Regions from separate parts of the Ovis aries genome. Here region 1 is linked to region 2. A link is a contact called in public Hi-C data. All regions are on one chromosome and are shown on one strand. Each heading gives the region's core, a stretch centred on a gene start, on an enhancer-like site or on the middle of the called end of the contact. The rest is flanking DNA. Distances are from core to core; before and after follow the strand shown.

The links. A called contact is a pair of places that touch in the nucleus more often than the background predicts.
Region 1: a contact with region 2 is called in a Hi-C map of skin fibroblasts, with 2.5 times the contacts expected there. The contact joins the promoter of NR2C2 here to the enhancer-like site in region 2. A contact is called at or near these places in 3 of 16 Hi-C or Micro-C datasets (hypothalamus, mesenteric adipose tissue and skin fibroblasts).

The regions. Positions count from the first base shown.
Region 1 is chr19:57,305,477-57,308,176 of ARS-UI_Ramb_v3.0, reverse strand. NR2C2 (nuclear receptor subfamily 2 group C member 2) reads left to right here and starts at 1,391. Exons shown (of 14, transcript XM_027957808.2): 1 at 1,391-1,754. It overlaps LOC132658194 (a long non-coding RNA gene), which reads right to left and starts at 1,339. Exons shown (of 2, transcript XR_009597473.1): 1 at 907-1,339; 2 at 1-791.
Region 2 is chr19:57,227,968-57,230,667 of ARS-UI_Ramb_v3.0, reverse strand. All of the region lies in intron 2 of NR2C2 (nuclear receptor subfamily 2 group C member 2), which reads left to right. Among named protein-coding and RNA genes, the nearest start is that of NR2C2, 77 kb to the left of the region's middle. Within about 2 kb of position 1,412, at least 13 of the 54 cell types and tissues checked have an H3K27ac peak or open chromatin away from gene starts, as enhancers often do.

The DNA.
Region 1 (2,700 bases), core at 142-2,641, 78 kb before region 2:
ATGTTTACAAGGATTTATCATCAAGATACTGTGTTCCCTTAGGCATATCATTTGACATTTCTGGTTCTCATCTTCCTCTTCCTTGAGAGGTGAAAACAAGGAAAATGGGTCTGTTAAAGCATTTCCTATCAAATAAAAATATTACAAGATTATGGACGAAATACTCAAAGCTGAGGTCACACTGATAAAAGCTAAATGGCTACTGGTTAAAAAAAAGGTTAAATCATCCATCTTCGAGTAAGAATTTATTAATAATAAACAAGAAAAGTTCAGAAAAAATCAATTAGCAGCGGATCTTAGGCCTATCAAAAGGCACGGTCATCAAGCGGTCTGCCCTATGCAGCTCAGGGCATCCCAAATAAAACGGCAGTCTGCACCATGCAAAGCAAGTAAAACCATCACTATGAGAGAAATATCTAGGGAATACCTACAACCCAAGATTCATAGGATCAAGAGGAGCAACTGTATTTGTATACGTAAGCCAACTCTACAAGAAGTTTCTTTGTATACACTTTAGCATTGTTGCACTTCATTGGTAGGACTGATTGATGCTGAAGCTGAAGCTCCAATCCTTTGGCCACCTGATGAGAACTGACTCACTGGGAAAGACCCCGATGCTGGGAAAGACTGAAGGCAGGACAAGGGACGGCAGAGGATGAGACGGTTGGATGGCATCACCGACTCGATGGACATGAGTTTGAGCAAGCTCCGGGAGTTGGTGATGGACACGGAGGCCTGGCGTGCTGCAGTCCATGGGGTCCCCAAGAGTCGGACACGAGTGAGCGACTGAACTGAACGGAAGCACTGTTGTTCAGTTTCAAATCGCGAGGAGACTCTGGACGTAAGACTTGGGGCATATATTCCAGAAAAGACAGTGACAGGCTTGGGAGGGCTTCAACACGTTACCTGATACTCCCAGAAGCTGGTGCATCCTCGGATCATCCGGACCGAGGGCACGAACCGGTCAACGCCCACCCAACAAACCACCCACTTCCGCCCTCCGGGCGCTCCGCCGCCATCACTTCTTCAGTCCACAAGCACAGAGGCTTCGGCTGGGCTCGGCGGAGGCCCGGGTGGGGGACGTTACGGCGAGAACACGGTCCCCATCCGGCCTCGAGGAGCTCGCGGGCGGGCCACTCCGAATAACGGGGAGGCCGGCGTTCCCGGCCTTTGACAACGCCCAGCCAACCCCACGCCCCGACGACCTCGGCGTTTAAGCTCCGCGGTGGCCGTATGGCGGCGCGGCCGAGCCCGGACAGAGACCCCGGCGGACACCGGAGCCGCCGCCCGGGCCGCGGCCGCGGAGGGGCCTGCCGGAGCGGCGCGGCCGGCGCGTTCCGGCGCGCGCGCGCGCCTCAGCCAATCGCGTGCTCGCCCGCCCCCCGCGGCCGCGACGAGGCTGGCGCCGGGAAGAGGAAGAAGAACATTCGCCCTCCTCCTCCCAGCGCGCGGGCGGCGGCGGCGGCGGCGGCACCGGGGTCACGAACTCTGACCTTTCACTGACAAAAACAATAACAAACCCCTCCTTCCCCGCGACCCCGGCGGCGCCTCCGGGCCCGCCCCCGCCGTCCAGCTCCCACCTCGGCGTCCCGTCTCTCGCCAGCTGCCCCGCGAGCCTAAGCGGCCCGGGGGCTCCCGCCAAACGCCGACGCCGGGAAGCCGGCCTCCCCCCCGCGCCCTGCCCTCCGCGCCGGGGGCCGACCCGCCGCAGACACGGGACCTGCTTCGAGGCCGCTTTGGCGCCAAATCCTGAGGTAAAAATTGAAGGGGAGAAAAAAAAAAAAGGGCCGGGGCGGGCTCGGGCCGGCGGCGGAGGGGGCGGGCCTGGCGCGCGGACATGGAGGCGCCGCGGCGGCGGCGGCTGAACCCGACCCTTTTACCTTTGCCACGGGGCGGTGGCGCCGGCCGCTTTGCATAGTGGGCCGGGCCGCTCCCCTCCCCTCCCCGCCCGCGGCCGGCGAGGCGAGCGGGCTCCCCCTGACCGGCCCGGCCGGCGCGAGGGTGGGGGCGGAGGGGGGACGCCGCGGCCCCGCCTCACAGTTGGCCCTCCGCCAGCGTCGCCATTTTGTCCTCGGCGGCGACGGCTCCGGCTGGGCCGGGCTCCCCTCCTCCTCCTTCATCGCCTGCTCCTCCCAGAGCCCTCCTTCCCTCACTCCCCGGCTCCTCTCCCCTCCGCTTCCCGCCCGCCGTTGGCCACCGCCGTGGCCCAACCGCCGTTTCGGTTTTTTTTTTTTCCCCTGAAGGGGAGGGTTGGAGGAAAGGGAGGAAGGCGGGTGTGCGGGTGCGACCTTATGAGTGACAGCTGAGGGGGTCAATTGGCGCCCAGATAGGAGGGCCGGGGCCTCGCGGCCCCGCCCCCTGGGCCTCTGCTGATTGGGCTTTGCTGGCAGGGGGTGGTCCCCGCGCGGCGCGGGCGCCCTTGGCGGGGCGGGAGCAGAGACCCGGGCGCGGCGTGGGGGCTTGGGGGCGGGGCCTGGGGGCGGGGCGCGGCCGGGGGCGCGTGGGACGCGCGGGGACGCGGCGAGGGCTGGGGCGCGCCCTCCGCCTGGTGCGCGTCCGGAGTGAGTGCTGCTGAACAATAGTAATAAAGGTGATGAAGCATCCTGAACCCAGGGCCGTCGGCTCGTGGGATAGGGCGTTGTGGAATCGATACCTCTTAGGGCTCCTGCCAGTGTTGTCGGCGCGGCTGCGGGCGAATCC
Region 2 (2,700 bases), core at 163-2,662:
TGGTTCCACCATGCCCTGGCTAGAATGCACTTAGATTTTTGAGCCAGAAGTCTTGTAGAATGGATCTGTGGTGGTGTGCTTTCAGTTTCTCTAGGGAAAATAACCCCTTAACATGAGTTTGATGTGCAGTAAGTATAGCTGAAAATCTTTTCATTGTGAACTGTCAATAAAACTGAATATACTTTGCTTCAACTGAAGTGTGTTTGAAGGTTTGGTATTTAAAGAAGAGTTATGGTCATAACCAGCTTAAGTTGGTTTCTAGTTCTTGATGTTGGTGCCGGTGTCTTCTATCAAGTTTTCCTTTCTAGTCCTGACTTCAGTGTTGGATCTCCAAACCATTGTGGGAAGAGAGTTCCTTTCCTGATGTTTTAATGAGCAATCAGTGCTCTGATCTAGATAGTAGGTCTGTGATAAGTTTGTGAGGGAAAGATTATTCAGTAAGGATGGCAAGCTGTGCAACATTTAGAAACTTTTGGCTCTGAACGAAACAGAGTTTAGGATTAAATCTTGTTTCTACTCCATTGTGTGACCCTGGGGAAAGTTTCTATAACATCTGTAACTATTAAGTGACAATAGTAATAATACCTATTTTATGGCATTGTAAAAAGATTAAGAGATAATGCCTATAAACCTATAGGAAGTAGAGATCAATAGATGTTAGCATCTGTGTCACGATTTTTTAATGTTTTATTTTCATACAAGTTCAGACATAAGGACAGTAATGCATAGGAATCTTGTATTCCCTTTATACAGATCCACCAGGTTTTGCTGTGACATTCTGAATGTATGCATGATGTATTTTTTTCTGAATCATTTGAGAATAAAAATAGAAACATCACGCTGCTTTGCCCTGGATACCTCCGTTGCATTTTCTATGGAGAATGACATTCTCCTACATAATTATACTACAGTGATCAAAATCAGGAAATTTAATATTGAAATAAGCCATTATCTAATCCGTAGTCCAAATTCTAAAATTCATCAGTTTTTCCCAACCAAGTCCTCTGTAGTTGTTTTTTCCCCCATCCTAGGATTTCTTTTTACTGTTTTTAATAATGACAGCAGAAATTAAGGTACCAGTCAGCACACGACCAACAACACATCTGGCTGTGTGGACCAGCAGCGGGCTGCCCTGACGCTGGGTCTGTGTCACTGCTGCGTGCTGTCCCACTGGCTGCGAAAGGGCTTTGGGACCACGGTGTGGGGAGTGACGCTCCCGGTGTGGGGAGAGGCAGGCGCGTGACTGGGTGGAGAGCGCTGGTGTCTGGGGGACGCAGCAGTGCCGTGCAGAAAGTGGGAGGAAGAGGATGGCGGCAAGAGGGAGCCCCCAGCTTGTCTGAGGGAGGCCTCGCTGGAGCAGTCCAGTCACAGAACCGAGCTTCTCAGGAAATTCCATGAGTGTTCATCATATGCAGTCTCTCTAGGCCAGCGGTTTTCAAGCTCTGTTCTTTATTACTTCCAAGATCATGCACATACTACGTTCAAATGTCATTTTTTAATCCAGCTTTCACCGTGATTCTTTGTTGCTCAGTCACGTCTGCCTCTCTGTGACCCCGTGGACGGCAGCACACCAGGCTCCCCTGCCCTTCACTACCTTCTAGAGGTTGCTCCGTTTCACGTGCATCAAGTCAGTGATGCTGTAGATTAAAAGGAAAACACTTGCACACGTTACGTACAGATTTGATGTGCTGGAGGCCACTGTGCTCACTTGGACACCGCCTTCATTCTCGTCAGGGCAGATCTTGGCTTAAAGCTTCTTTTCCACCTGTGGATTTTAAGGCGTGCCTGAGCTATTCCTCCACACTCTCTGTTTCACATTTATGTTTTCAGTAGAGCATAATTGTACTTACTGTTTGACTGAAGGAAATGTTTAGGCTTATGAAATACATTTATATGATACAGTGCTTTTTTATCTCCTCTTTTTTTTTGGATATTTCACCTGTTACTAGAAAAGACTTGTGCTGTCTGTCTTTTAAAAGTCTGGAATCCTCATTACATTCCCCAGGGGAGTGCAGCTCGGGCTCCTGCGGCTTCCTTCCCTTGGTCTCTTATGTCAGCTCTGCGTTCCTGCGTGTCCTTCCTGCGTGTTCCTGCCAGTGCCTGCTCTCGGTCCTTTCTCCATCCGCAGCCTCTGGTGCTTCCTCTCTTGCTCTGATAGCTCTGGTGGCTCCTCTCAGGTTCTCATAGGAGTTGTGTGGGTTGAATGGGTAATAGGGACACGCTGTAACTGAGTCACACCAGAGAAAGTAAAAGACGAGTCTCCCTCTCTGTATCTCTCCCAAGAACGGCCGCTGTTGCCATGTTGCTTCCTTTTTTCAGAGGCTGGCTCTGCGCCTACACCTGTGAGTATGCATGTAAGCAGAACAGCATACTTTACACGCCTGTCCACATTCTGCCCACACTGCTCTGCACTTCACTTTTTCGGAGTAAAGTGGTACAAATAGAGCCTCCTCTTTTTATTAAGTAGGGTTTTGAGATTTCATTTTATGAATGTTGCGATAAATAACCTTCCACCTGAGAGTATTCCTGTAGGATCAGTTATTCAGAACAGGGTCGCTGGTAGTAAGCATGTCGTGTCATTCTGACAGTAGTTGCCAGACTGCCTTCCAAAGAGGTTCTGCCAGTTTGTACTCCGGCCAGCCTGGTATGAGAGTGCCTGTTTCTTACATACTCAGTGAAATATTTTGAGAGGGTGTGTGT